Regions from separate parts of the Danio rerio genome. Here region 1 is linked to region 2. The links are chromatin contacts, called in public Hi-C maps. All regions are on one chromosome and are shown on one strand. Each heading gives the region's core, a stretch centred on a gene start, on an enhancer-like site or on the middle of the called end of the contact. The rest is flanking DNA. Distances are from core to core; before and after follow the strand shown. Region 1 holds the start of nmt2 (N-myristoyltransferase 2). Region 2 holds the start of mindy3 (MINDY lysine 48 deubiquitinase 3).

Region 1 (6,671 bases), core at 135-2,634, 310 kb before region 2:
GGTAAATGCAACACTGTTTGAGCAATAATGAAACATACATTGCATACATTTACTAATAAAAGCATGCAGAGATGTATGACTTACTGAGTTTGGGCACAGGTTGAGTGTCCCAGAACTGGTACTTGTGCTTTGTGGCCTCGTCTATGTTTTTGGCTGGACCTTGACAGGTGGACAGGAGCTCCATAGCTCTCTGAATGTCCTGCAGTTTCTGCATGGGAATGGCAGGGTTCTAGGACAGGAACAGAGATCAAATCAGCTTTGCTAAAAATAAAAAATGAAAACTATTTTCTGACAGCATCATACTATGCATTAAACCAGATCAATGAACCTTTATCTCCTGAGAATCAGAGGCAGAGTCAGACTTGGTTCCTCCTGAGCTTGGCTTCTCCTTCTTTCTCTTTTGCTTCTTCTTTTTCTTCTTTGCACCAAGATCACCACCAGGACTCCTTAACAAAGCAGATATACCTTACTGACAATACATAAAACAGTTTAAGCAGTTCAGAGACGTGCATGACAGGCGAACGCGTCAACGATGTGCTATGACAAACACACGGAGGGTGACTTCCATAAAACCAAGTGACAGTCCATTCATGGAAGCAGGTCAAACTTTATGGTGTTTCCTGGGGGATGTTAGTCTGCCTGACAACAACAGAGAGAGAGCTGTTCACATCATCCTCGAGCTGACAAAGATGCTCGACTCTGCAATGCTGCCGCTCAGCTCATAAAGAGGATCAAGCGTGTTTGTATTGTTCAGAATCAATGAAGACACACTAATGAAAGCTGACGGATGCTTTCCTCTGCTATTGTGTTGCTCTCAACAACACTGGCGACTTCAGAAGAACGCGGACTAACACATGTAACTTACCGAAATAGAGCAGAGAAAGGACTGGATGACTTATTCGATTGCTTTAATAAATGCTTTAACATTAAAATCAAGCTAGCTACAGCTAACAAGTTTAAATTAAACGCTGCATTAAGTAAATATCGGCATATCTCAGGAATGTCTCCCTAATGCATTAATTGCAGCGCTGTTTTCCCACTACATAATTAACGAGCTATAATATTAGTATGCTGGTTTAAAATACACTAGCTCTCCTCATGGATACCTGGTTGCTAAGCTAACCGTTTGTTTACATCTCTGTGGCAGCAAAACGGCGGCGGGTGATCCTCGCACTGGCGGACGGCGGGTCTTTCGGCTCGTGCTCACCCCTGCATGTGCTCATTTTCCTCCTCGTTGTCTCCATCGATGCCGCAGGTGTCCTGGTCGTCCAGCTCCAGGCTCTGCTGGCTGGCCGCGGACTCGCTGTCCTCCGCCATCATGGATGAATCTGCTGCAAATCCTCACGACGAAACCACTCAATAAAAACGACGGAAAACAGCACCGTCTACCGATTATTGCCACTAACAGCTCGTCAGAGTGCAAATAGAGAGGAGGAAAGGTTAACGCGAAGATACGCGTTTAAATGAATCGGTTTGAACAGTATGAACATGTTTAAATGGTTTATTAGTAATGTTTGAACTAAAGAAAGTTTTGAGGTCTTGACAATTATGTTTATTTGGCAACTAACGTATAGCTCTGATGTATCATTTTCAATCACTAAATTGTTGCAATATTAGCACATATATATATATATATATATATATATATATATATATATATATATATATATATATATATATATATATATATATATATATATATATATGTAATAATAATAATTTGAATTTGTGTGACCCTTTTATAACAAACATTCTTAAAAATAGACAAATAAATAATAAGGATTTTGGTTTCAACACTTGTGTGTGTGTGTTTGTAAAAAAAAAATTATATATGTATTGATCTTAAACTAACAATTTTATTTTTTCCATTCCAATTTTTCTTCTTTTTAAAACACATGTATGCCAGTATGTGTATGTAATTTTCATCAGATTGGGAATCATAAAATTATTTACCTTTTTTTGTTGCTTTGATTACTTCCTAATTTTGGAAAGCCACTTTGAATAAAACTGTCTGCCAATTATTAATCTGAACAGGCCCGTAGACAGGCGTGTTCAGGTTGTTCGAAAGACCCACCCCTCACTGACAAGGTCCAGAATTTGTGCCATACATGAGCTTATTTGTCCCATTTTGACTGCTATGCCATAATAAATTGTGAAAATAACCCATCGAAGAAGACTTTAACACCAAGCATAATCCTCTGCTGCATGTCGCTTCAATGTGACTGAAGAAGATTGAATGTGCTGGCCAGTTTGTTATTTAAATGAATGATATTTATTTAAACCTAACATATTACTATTTTTTCTAATGATATAACAAATTTGTATTAAAAATAAGTATTGTACTCATATTTCTTCATTCTAAAACTTAAGAAAATATTTTTGGTGCATCAAAAAGTTTATGATGACCATGCAACCAGCTAATCCAGCATAAAAAAAAGCTTAAAATATCACTAAAATGCAACCTACTAATACTTCTTAAGTGAATGGAAAATGATGTAAACAACAGCAAAAGGCCCACTTTTTAAGAGAAAGCAGAATCTGCCCTTGCCTTCATTCGCTCACCAAAGTTTCTGCATTGTCCTCTATCCATCAGGTATACACATTTAACCTTAATCTGATTAATTTACAATAATTAATTAAAACATTTCATTCCAATTAGCTTTTAACAATAAAACAAACAAAATATATATTTGAAAAGACAGGCCCCATTCTCCTCCCTCTCTTCTCAGATGCAATGGCAGGCCAAACTAACTTTGGCCCGTTGGCCTTAGTTTGGGCATCTTTGATCTATTGGTTAAGTTCATTCATTCATTTTACTTTCGGCTTGGTCCCTTTATTTATCAAACTGTTAAGTTTGAACCTCTTCTGACATTATTGTAAAATCTCACCAAACTGTTCAAAAGCCCTTGATTCATGACCTCAAAGCTATAACATTTATTAATTAGTATTTGATGAGCAAGGTTGTGTAAACACCCTTACTTGAAACACGTCCAGTCATTCTTCAATACTTTTTATTTAAAGTGTTGAGTCAAGTCATTTTTATTAATACCGCTTCAATATTACATGGCGCATGTATTTCAAACTCTTGACTTGGTTGTAATTAGAAATCGTGAAAATGATGTTCAGCCACTGTTGATGAGGTTTTTCGGCTTTATTGGAATAATATGCCTGAATTATAATACAAGCAACCAGAAGTACAAACATTCAAAGTAATTTGCTGAAGAGCCAAGTGGTTACCCAGGCAACAAGCCAGACCTTCAACAGCTTTCAAAACATGATACATCGCTTTCATTCCTTCATCAGTACAAACACACACTGCATATTGCGTCTGCAGCAGACACACAGAGAAACACACAGGCATAAACAACTGGGTGAATGAATATGTACATACATACAAGCAAAATATAAAATCATAATCACAAACGCACTGAACGTTGAGCAGGGTAAAAAACTCTGAGATTATTAGTGAAAATTGTATATAAAAATATTTAAAAAATAATAATAAAAAATAATAATCATGTAAAATATATATTTGTATTGCTGTCAACAGAATATTTGAATAGCTTACTGGAAAAAAAAAACGGCATTTAGCATGACAGCAGCACTCGGCAACGGCATAAACAAGCTTGAATTTCTAATATCTGATCTAAATTGAATCATAAATATTTCTCATTTTACATTAACTACGCATTGTTTCAATCCTCTCAACATCTTAAGTGATTCATATTAAATTGTACATGGCAATTTTTTAATTGGATCCCAGATTTGACCGTTGGAACTCATTGTATTTCCAGAAACAACATTAAACCACTAACACGCATAAAATGAGATCAACGAAGTGTAATGCCATGTCAACATACTGAGAACAACATCACATTAACTGATAATGATGCAGTGGAAAAGGAAATCTACTTGCGTGTATAAATGATCACCAGAAAGGCACTTAAGACAAAAGTGAGAGTTTGGGAAAAGGAAAGCTGGTGGCTTTTTATGCATGTGTGTTTGTATCCAACTCTCGTCTGAACATGCCGTCCACTTCACACAATAAGGCAAAAGCAATAAAATAACAACATACAATGAAATTAAAACACAGTGGTTCAAATAAAAAAGGCAAAACTAAAGCTACAATGATCCTTCAGTTTAAAGTAATGCATAGTGTTGGCAAAAATCCTACTCACGAAAGAAATGCACAAGAAAATCTGTGCTCAACGCAGCCAAAAGGCGAACAAATGATGCATTATGTAAACTTATTTGGCTTTACGAAGCTTCAGCTGTATTCTACTCATTAATGCGTGAAACAAATAAAACTTAAAACAGGTGTGATTTAGATTGTAGATCCCATTATAGTGGTTTTATGTGTCTTTAAATCTATTAAGGTGTGGAAGACATTCCACCGGTCCTCCCATAAAAATAAGTGCTGGGAAACACTTAGTGGTGTAGTTGCAGTGTACACATGTGGCCACTAGATGTCATATTGCTCAAAAACAGCAGCATCTCATATAAAGCATAAACAACATTTCACCTTCAATACAATGGCTTGCAATATTTTTTGCTCAAAGTGTATGTCTGGAAAGCCATAGCCGTTGTGCATTAGACTGTTGGGTTTTAATGACGTCCATTTTGCTTGGAAACATCAGTTTGTTCTTCCTTGTTCAGTCTGGAGGCAGACCTGTTCCAATATCTATTTGTGCTATGGCTTTCTTGGCTTTCATTGCCACAGGCAAACAGCCACGCACAGACCTGCGCTCATAAGGCAACTCCATTCAGCAGTCCAGCTAGGGACCACAGGGGAAGCACTTTAAGAGATGGTTCATCCCAAAATAAAGCTTCTGTCATCCTTCAAATCACAAGGTTGTAAACCCAGATGAAGTTCTGCAGGGTACAATATTTAGAAGGATGCATTAATTGATAAAGGTACACTGTTGTTTGTGTAAGTCAAATAGGTTTGTAATAACATAACAATGAGTAAAGGATAACAGAATTTGGGGAGTACCATCTCATTGAAAGGCATGTCATTTTAGGTTAAAGGCCAGTAGTGGTCGCTCCTCTCGTTTCTGCCATGGACTTTTCTTGTTCTCGTCTTCACCTCCGTCATCAGGGACGAGCAGTTTGTCTGGCCGGCTGCTGTTCATGTGTACTGGAGTCTCCTCAGTCCTAAAAACCTCACCATCTATCCCTGTATCCTCTGAAGTTTCAACTACAGGCTCAGGTAGAGGAGGTGGTGAAGGAATCTCAGGGGGAGGTGACGGAGGAGACAAAGTCCCTTCGTCATCCTCTTCGCTCTGTTTCTCCTGCAGTAAACCCTTTAGAGCACTTTCTTCAGGGCTGCAGACTGGCGTGGGGCTACCGCTGTTCTCCTCATCGGCATTTGAATCCTCTACAATCAATACCGGTGTATGTCCAACCACAGGTGCTGCAGGTTGAGCCTCAGGTTCAGTTTTAACAACAACTTTATCACGAACACGCCGCCCCGGTGTGACGTCGCTCATATCAACACCAGAGTCCAGACTGGCGTCGTTGCTTCCGACACAACTGCTGTTGCATCCAGCCCTTTGCAAGTCAATGTAGGAATGGCGGATGTGCGCGTTGGAGCGTCCGTCCAGAGAAACGAACCAAGCCCTGGGGTGAGGGAGCGGTTTCCCACCCCTGAGCTCCATTAAAGTCTTTTCAGCCAGAAGCTGATCTTCTCCGTTCATCTGCACCACATCCAGTCCTGCCTGACTGAGAGAATTGGGGATGGAGAGATCAGCAGGAAGAGCTGCTGTCTGCAGTGTCCACTCATCAGCTCCTCCACCCTGGTCTTCCCCCATCCCTTGTGTCCCTCCTTCCTGCTCTCCCTTGTGCAGAACCTGACCCTGGGGCTGGTGGCATGCGCTGAGCTCCGCCTGAATGGTTTCCAATTCGCTCTGTACATCTGACTGCAACAGCAGTGCCTGGCCAGACAGAGGGTGCGTCCCTGGAAGTCTCATGTAGTGAGCTGGGATGACGAGGGTGGGGCGAGCCTTGCGGTAGGTTTCTTCCCCTTTATTCACTATAAGTTCGGAGGTACAGCAGAGCAGGGCTCCAGGTCGGGGAAGTGGGGCAGGACGCTCTAGATGGTCTACAGAGCGGGACAACAAGTAATCAGTTGTCCGTCGCTCAATTCCTTGCTCCCGTTCTGGAGATCCGGCAGGACTTGCGGCCGAAACAGGAGACAGACGTTGATCCCGCAAGCTTGATTTACTCTCCGAAGAGAGACGTCCTGCAGAGGTGGTGTGATGCAAGGTATGAGGCGAAGAGGAGGAGACAGACATGTGGAGGGGATGGACGGACGAAGTCGTAATGGACGTATAGCTCCGTCGGTATTCCCCTCGTCCAGCAGCGGAATCATAACCTTCAGAGGGATTGTTTGAGCAAGCCGATTTGAGAGGAAATATTTCAACTGAGTGTTTGTAGTGGTTGGATCCTCGGCTGTGAAGCTCGCCACGCGAAGTCGCAAGCTCATTGGTGGAGGAGTCGTAGGGAGTGGGTTTAAGCATAGGTGTGTGCATGTCCGGCTCTGCCCCGTTCTGGTCAAGGTGAGTCTCATTGATGAGGTTAAGGTGGGACATGGAAGTAGCCTGGTCTCGTTTAGAGCCATCCAAAGCTGAGGATAATGTGAACTTCCGGTGAGCAGGCCGCAAACGGGTACA
Region 2 (7,076 bases), core at 4,468-6,967:
AATTAAATGCAATTCTGTAGCTACTGGTCAACTATGATCCAAACTCAACATTGCATACCTTGCGATGTGACTATTACGGATACACAAATTGTGACTATTGCGGATACACACATTGCGATATCAATGCTGAAACTATATATTTTGCAGTCCTACATGACGATCAGTTTTGCTGCTTGCTCATGTGTTGGAGGCCTGCTCTGTTGAATATATCTACTAGAAAATATTAAAATGTTAAAAGAACATTAAAATATGCCAGCTTTGCTTGTAATTAAATTCATTTAACCCATATCAGCCAATTATATTAGAGATTGAAAATTAAAAATGAAAATTAAGTGAATGTTAAACCAATCGTAAAAATGGGTATTTTAGAAACCTTAAATTCGAAGGCAAAAAAAGCAAGATAGCAGTTCAGAAGTAATTTTTTGATGACGTATGCAAAATTTTGAGAATACCAAAATATGCACAACATACTAACGAGGATGACAGCCATGACATCTAAATAAATAAAATCAGTTAAGCAATAAGTCAAAAAACAAAGGGCCCTATCATACATCCGGCGCAATGTGGCGCAAGGCCACATTGTTTGCTAGTTTCAGCTTGGCACAAGAGTCATTTTGACGTTTAACGCCACGCTGTTTAAATAGCAAACACATTTGTGCTCATATGTGCGCCCATAGGCGTTCTGATTTTAAAAAATGAGGCGTGTTGAGGCACATTGCTGGTGCGTTGCTATTTTGAGAAACTATAATAGTCTGTTTTATAGACTAGAACAAAGCCTGTCTATTTTCCAGCTCAGAGCACTTTAGTTGTGTGCCTCGCTTACACACTGCTTAATACACACAAGATGTAGAGCAATACGCAAATATCTTTACATATGAAAAAGAATTCAAATATTAAGGATATATATATATATATATATATATATATATATATATATATATATATATATATATATATATATATATATATTTATTTATTTATATATAAAGGATATAAATATAAAGGATTAAAATTTTACAAAACATTATTTTCTAGCCTACATAAACAAAAAAACATACTTTCATGCCTTCTTTTTCTCGGGAGGCTTTTTCAGTTCATTCATGACCATTTGGTTTTGTATAATGTTATAATTGTATAATTATTATTAGCAATATTATTTATTATATGCGAATTTATATTTGTTTTTTTTTTAAAAGCTAAGCTAAGATTTGCCCACCCGTCAGGTTTTAGACCATATGGGGCACAGCATGTGTATTTGGATATAACTCAGGTTTTTAAACACACTCTGTTATTATTGTTCATTTATTTGTTTGCTGGAAATTAGAACTGAATTTAGAAATAGTTTTGAAACAAATATTTGCGCTTAACAAATGAAATTAATTATTTATAGGCTAATTGATGTCTGTGTGTACAAGCTTTCCCTATTGACCTTATTCTAAAATGCGGAAGTGCGCCTGTTTTCGCGATTGTCTTATAACTTCCGTTTCAGTCGCCTATGGGAGAAATGACAAGGAATAATAAACGGCAAAAAACGGTTAAACTACTTGCTCTACAAACAAATGTTTGCATGACTATACAGACCAAGTAAAATAATATAACAAGGAAATATCAGTTTGCAACATCAAACAGCGAAACGAGCAGTTTTTAATGTCTAAAAATGAATGGAAGTGAATGAGACCGGAAGTCTCGTGCCAAAAAGATTCAAATGGCAGCGCCCGCTCGTCTGCGGAGAATAAGGTCAATACACGAGAGCGAAAGTGAAAGTTTATCATTTGTCTCATTCTCATGGTGTAGATCAGGGATCACCAATCTCGGTCCTGGAGGGCCGGTGTCCCTGCAGGGTTTAGCTCCAACTTGCCTCAACACACCTGCCTGGATGTTTCAAGCATACCTAGTAAGACCTTGATTAGCTTGTTCAGGTGTGTTTGATTAGTGTTGGAGCTAAAATGTGCAGGACACCGGCCCTCCAGGAACAAGTTTGGTGACCACTGGTGTAGATGCTCTGTTTAACTGTTTTCTTGCTAGTGAAATGCTTAGTTTTTCCACTTACACTTACTTTACGTCATGTAAACAGCAAATGCGGTATAGCGCAATGCAACTGACTCTTAAAGGGAATAGGAGATGAGACTCTGATTTATGATGGTTTATTCTCAAAACCCACCTCATTAAGAAAATAAGCTCAACCCCTTTTAGACAATGGGCCACGACTCAAAGCGGATTTTTCCGTCCTTAAATTAGCAAAAGTGGATTTTGACATGCCCCTAATACGTTTGCACCCTGCACTTTGCGCATAGATCGTCAAAATAGAGCCCAAAGTCTTACACAACAATTCTGTGTTTTAAATTTCAAGTCATTTTTCAAATAAGGGTCTATAGCGGGGGTGCCCAAACTTTTTCTTATGAAGGGCCAAAAACCAAACTTGATTGAGGCTAATAGGTTGGAGGTAAATATAGCTGCCTAATTTGCTAATTTATTAAATAATATATTTCAAAATGACTAGGAAAGATTGTTTTACAGCAACTAATATAGTATTTTTTTACATTTAATACTTAATTTATTAAAGTAAAAACAAAAAAATCTAATTTATAACAGATTTACACTAGTTTTTTTGCTTGATATGCTAACTGATGTATTTTGCATAGTCTTCTATGCATGACAGTATTTACATTTTAAAAAAAAAAGCTGATTCATTTACCAAATTTACCCAACCCTCTCCATCCTTCTAACTTCCCTCAGATGTGATGGTGGCCAAATTAAAGGTTACAATGGGCCAACTTTGGCCAGTGGGCCCCACTTTGGGCATCTCTGCTCTATAGTATTATGAATGTGAAATAAAAAAAATATATAATTTTTTTTAGAATGGTACTACACAGTAGTAAATCTCAACCTTATTTACCATTAGGTATACAGCAATTTTCCAGAAGAATATGAAGAACACACTTTTAGATGCATAACATGAATGGATTTAAAAAGGACTGGGAGTAGGTAGAGATATTCAGTCATAAAAACACCTGTCCCCTGTGTTATTGAGTAAATCTGCACCATAATGTAAAAATCTGACATTACAATATTAAGTTTTTCTGTGATACGAATACAATTTCACCAGATCACTTGAAACAATCTATTCTGCAATGTGACTATTACGAATGCGCACATTATGATATTGATGCTAAAATTATATATTGTGCAGCCCTATTATTGAGTATCCAAAACAGTAAGGTGGATTGAAACAATGCAGAGCAAACCTGAGATATCTTTCCAGTTCAATCCTTCAGTGTTAAACAGAATATTCTTCAACAGGAAAGCCTGAGGGACACAAAGTAAACAAAGTTAACTAAATAAACAAAGCACATGAAAAAAAAGTTAAAATTGCATAGTGTGCATTACATCAAAACTAAGCATTATATAGAAAATATGCGTTTTGCAAAAAAATAAAATAATAACATTTTATAAGTTGAGGCATATACAAATTTGAACATTCACAAAAGAGAAGCACATTCAAATGAATATGTAAATAGTTGCTGTGCACTTTCCACTCATTAGGAAAACAAACAGAAGAAAAATGAAAGGAAGATGAAAACAGCAGGGTAAAAAAAAAAACATTTCGATAAAATGGAAACTAAAATTTGAAGTGACAACCAAAAATCCTAGATATTCTATGACATGGACAAACAAAATAAATAAACAAATATAATTCTGTGACTTTCAATGAGAGGAATAGACCTTTTAATATTCCATGATATTCCAGGAATCCCACCATGACCCGTGGGAGGCCTGCAATTATTTGATGGAAAAATCTCAAATTGTAAGCCATTTAGAAAATTGGTTTAAAAGTCCCAGAAGGTGTTTATATCTTATTAAAGTGTATTTGGAAGAATGTTTTGTAACCTAAACAACTGACATTGGCTAAATAGTGAAAATAAATCATTGACTTTTGCTCTGTCCATTAGTTTCAAAAACACACATTTCTTTACAACACAAAACATTTATATTTTAAAACCCTTACATATACCTTGGGAACAATTTAACAGAAAAGTTTAGTGGTTTTAAAACCTTGACTTCTCCAAACCATGATAAACCTTGAAACTGGTTATTGTCCTATGCCTACATTAATCTAAACAACAGAAAATAGGTTCAGAATGGCTCCAGTTCCCCAAGATTTTCCTTTAATTTGTCACCTGTCTATATGTCATATCACTACAATGCAGCTTTTATTTTAAGGACTATACAAAGGTGTGGATGTAGACATACTTTGTTGCTGACTAATAGTCATAATTACTTATTAAGAGAAATAATACGCCTAAAGAGAAAGCAGATTAATACCTGCACAGGTGCAATGACAGCACATGGTCCACCTTCAAACTGCTCCAGCGCAGAACGCTCAGTCTCACTGAACACAAAGCCTGTAGAAAGCAATGCAGCAATCACAAACCTCGTGTCACATGTCTTTGTTTAGCAATGCATCACAATTCATAACAGGGCAAGCAGTCAAAGTGAAGCAACATGGACTTGGCACAGCTCTTTGCTGAGCACTGCAGAATCGTTACATTACCAGTAATGGATGTACAGTCAACTACGGGAAAATAATTATCATAATAAACAGTTGCCTGTTCCTCTTGATTTGATTTTTAGATATGGATTTAAATAAAATAATAAAATTTGTTTTATTCTATAAAAAGCATACAAACATTACAAATTTCAAATATATGATAAACATATTTAAAATGACAACTGGTAAGAATAACAAATGATTGAAAATCAGGGTTATTCCAACATATATAGATTTTTTTACCCTGATGTTAAAACAGTGATATTGTTTTGTCTAAACATGACATTAAACGTCTGGAAACATGTCACTTTTTGATTTTTTTTGCAACAAAAATGTTACAGACTACATTTTGTAATGTAAGTAATGAAGAAATGTCATCAAGCATGAAATGTCATTATCATTTACTCAAATGCATATCTATAAATTGAGTAAAGTGGTTATGCAATATCTGTAACTTTGAAACTGACACAACCTAGCATTACTAAGCATTTAAGGAAGTCTCAACAGCTCTTACCTTGAGACCACCTGCGGAACAGGGATGCAGGAACTCCTCCACCGCTGGGTCTGCCCCACACCAGATCCACCACTTCTTTATTCGTATCTGACATTTTTGCTCTCGGTCGTCTTTAATGTTGACTCAAAGCATGCATCAAGACCAGTGGACAGCCTTGTGACAGCTAACCGCTGTAGTGTACTCGACGTGGCTAGCGCACTCCTCCTGGCCTGCTTCTGTATTCCGCTGAATCTTACAAATGTGGTTTTGGTGAGCAGGTGGCATTTGCCACGGATGCGCTACCGATGCGTAAACTGTCCCGTCAGCAATGAATAATCTCGCGCCAAAACCCTAAATGAACGCTAGCCTTTGAATACGACAGCACAGCACAACAGCTCATACAATTTGTACCTGAAATGAATGCTGTCTTGTGGGTTATCCGACACTGGGTACCTTAATTCAAGGTTTCTATTCTGTCCGTTTAACGTTAACTGGACAGGCCTGGTATGTCCTCAGTGAAGAAACTCACTCAGCAGCTCAGCAGACGGTTTTAACCGCTTGCTACGTTTTCTAACGTCCAAAACAAACGTTTAGCTCGTTCCTCCGACAGCCAATTCTAAGAGTAGCCAACGGCTGTCAGTTGCACTCCACAACACCTAGAAAAAATAGGAAAAAATCAATGAAAATTGCTCGTTATGGGTAAAGCAGACCGCTCTGTGGTCCATTCAGTTTATTTACTACGTGCCTCCACCTCAAGTTCGACTTTTGTGAGAGATTGGTTCAAATCGAGAAGGTTCTGGTGACGCCTGGCGAGGCAGAGATTCGATTGGCTAATCTGCCCATCAATCAGATGGCAACGCGGCGATGTAGCCCGCCTACAGTACGGAGGCTGAGCTTGAATATAGTGAACTGGGCTAAGCAATGTTATATAAGAAAGAGATTAGGCTGCCATAAATTCTTAAAATACCAACTGCGAAGACGGCGCTCCCATAGAGGGTATAGTGATTTATTGGAGCCAGTGTTACTTCGTAAACTGCAAGGTGCACAGTGTTTAAATGGTCAGAGCAAAAATCTGTTTTTCTTTTTGAAAGTAGATGATGCAAACTGGATTAAAAACAATTTGTTTTTACTGACCCCAAATATGTTCATCTATGTGTCAGGGATCCCCGTTTATAAAATGCTCCTAGTTTATAAAATAATCAAAAACTTTTTTGCTGTTGCTTTAGAAATTTTTTATTAATTTTATAAACTATTTATGCAAGTACTATACTTTTCTTGTATAAATAGTTTATTCACAAAAGTTACATTTAGTAATTATCTAATCATCATATATAGTTTTTTTGTTCGCTTCTTTTATATTTTTTTATTATTTTAATACAATTATGGTTTTAAAAAACCTTTACCCCATTTCTCCAAGCACATAACTGACTTGTTTACTTCATTTAAAAACATTTGACTCATGTCCTTTTTTATTATTACACCCATATTTGGTGCTATACACTTCTTAATAGTTTTTTTTTTTTTTTTGCAATCTGTCTGTTTGTGCAATTTAAATGACACTTTTACTTGCTGACAACAGCAAGTTGTCACTTTTAATTTCTCTGCAAATATTTTAACCGATTTAAAGCGCAATTTAATTAAAAAAAATTTTTTTTTACATTTTTTTCAATTTTTACTCCATTTACTTTCAATCTTTTATAATAATATGCAACAAGAATTTCAGAGTTTTGTGAAAGCAAGTCAAACGAAACATTTTTTTTTATTAACAAGAACAAGCATGTACAGTTTTCTTATACAATACAATACAATCACTTTACATTTCTTAACAAGAATGAAATAAGTGAAAAAACAAAGGAGAAGAGAAAAAAACAGAGGAGAGGGTACATGATTATCAAATTACATACAAATATGTTTCGCACATTTTATAATTTTAGTTATTTACAAGAGTTAGTAATGCACTTTTTTTTTTACAGGAAATGCATATATACAAACAGTTTATGTAAAAATGTTAAAGGAGGAGCATATATTAATTGT

What was found. Hi-C and Micro-C count contacts between places; a contact is called where the count stands out from the background.
Region 1: a contact with region 2 is called in a Hi-C map of hematopoietic stem cells, with 2.0 times the contacts expected there. The contact joins the promoter of nmt2 here to the promoter of mindy3 in region 2. A contact is called at or near these places in 3 of 18 Hi-C or Micro-C datasets (fibroblasts, hematopoietic stem cells and an unstated tissue) and 2 of 4 datasets of contacts at active chromatin or transcription factors (caudal fin and embryo).

The regions. Positions count from the first base shown.
Region 1 is chr16:31,700,252-31,706,922 of GRCz12tu, reverse strand. nmt2 (N-myristoyltransferase 2) reads right to left here and starts at 1,384. Exons shown (of 12, transcript NM_001199754.1): 1 at 1,208-1,384; 2 at 329-446; 3 at 85-229. The coding sequence starts at 1,320. It overlaps fam171a1 (family with sequence similarity 171 member A1), which reads right to left. Exons shown (of 9, transcript XM_073926083.1): 9 at 3,137-6,671. The coding sequence ends at 5,013.
Region 2 is chr16:31,393,563-31,400,638 of GRCz12tu, reverse strand. It overlaps mindy3 (MINDY lysine 48 deubiquitinase 3), which reads right to left and starts at 5,717. Exons shown (of 15, transcript NM_001077756.1): 1 at 5,064-5,717; 2 at 4,324-4,403; 3 at 3,246-3,306. The coding sequence starts at 5,157.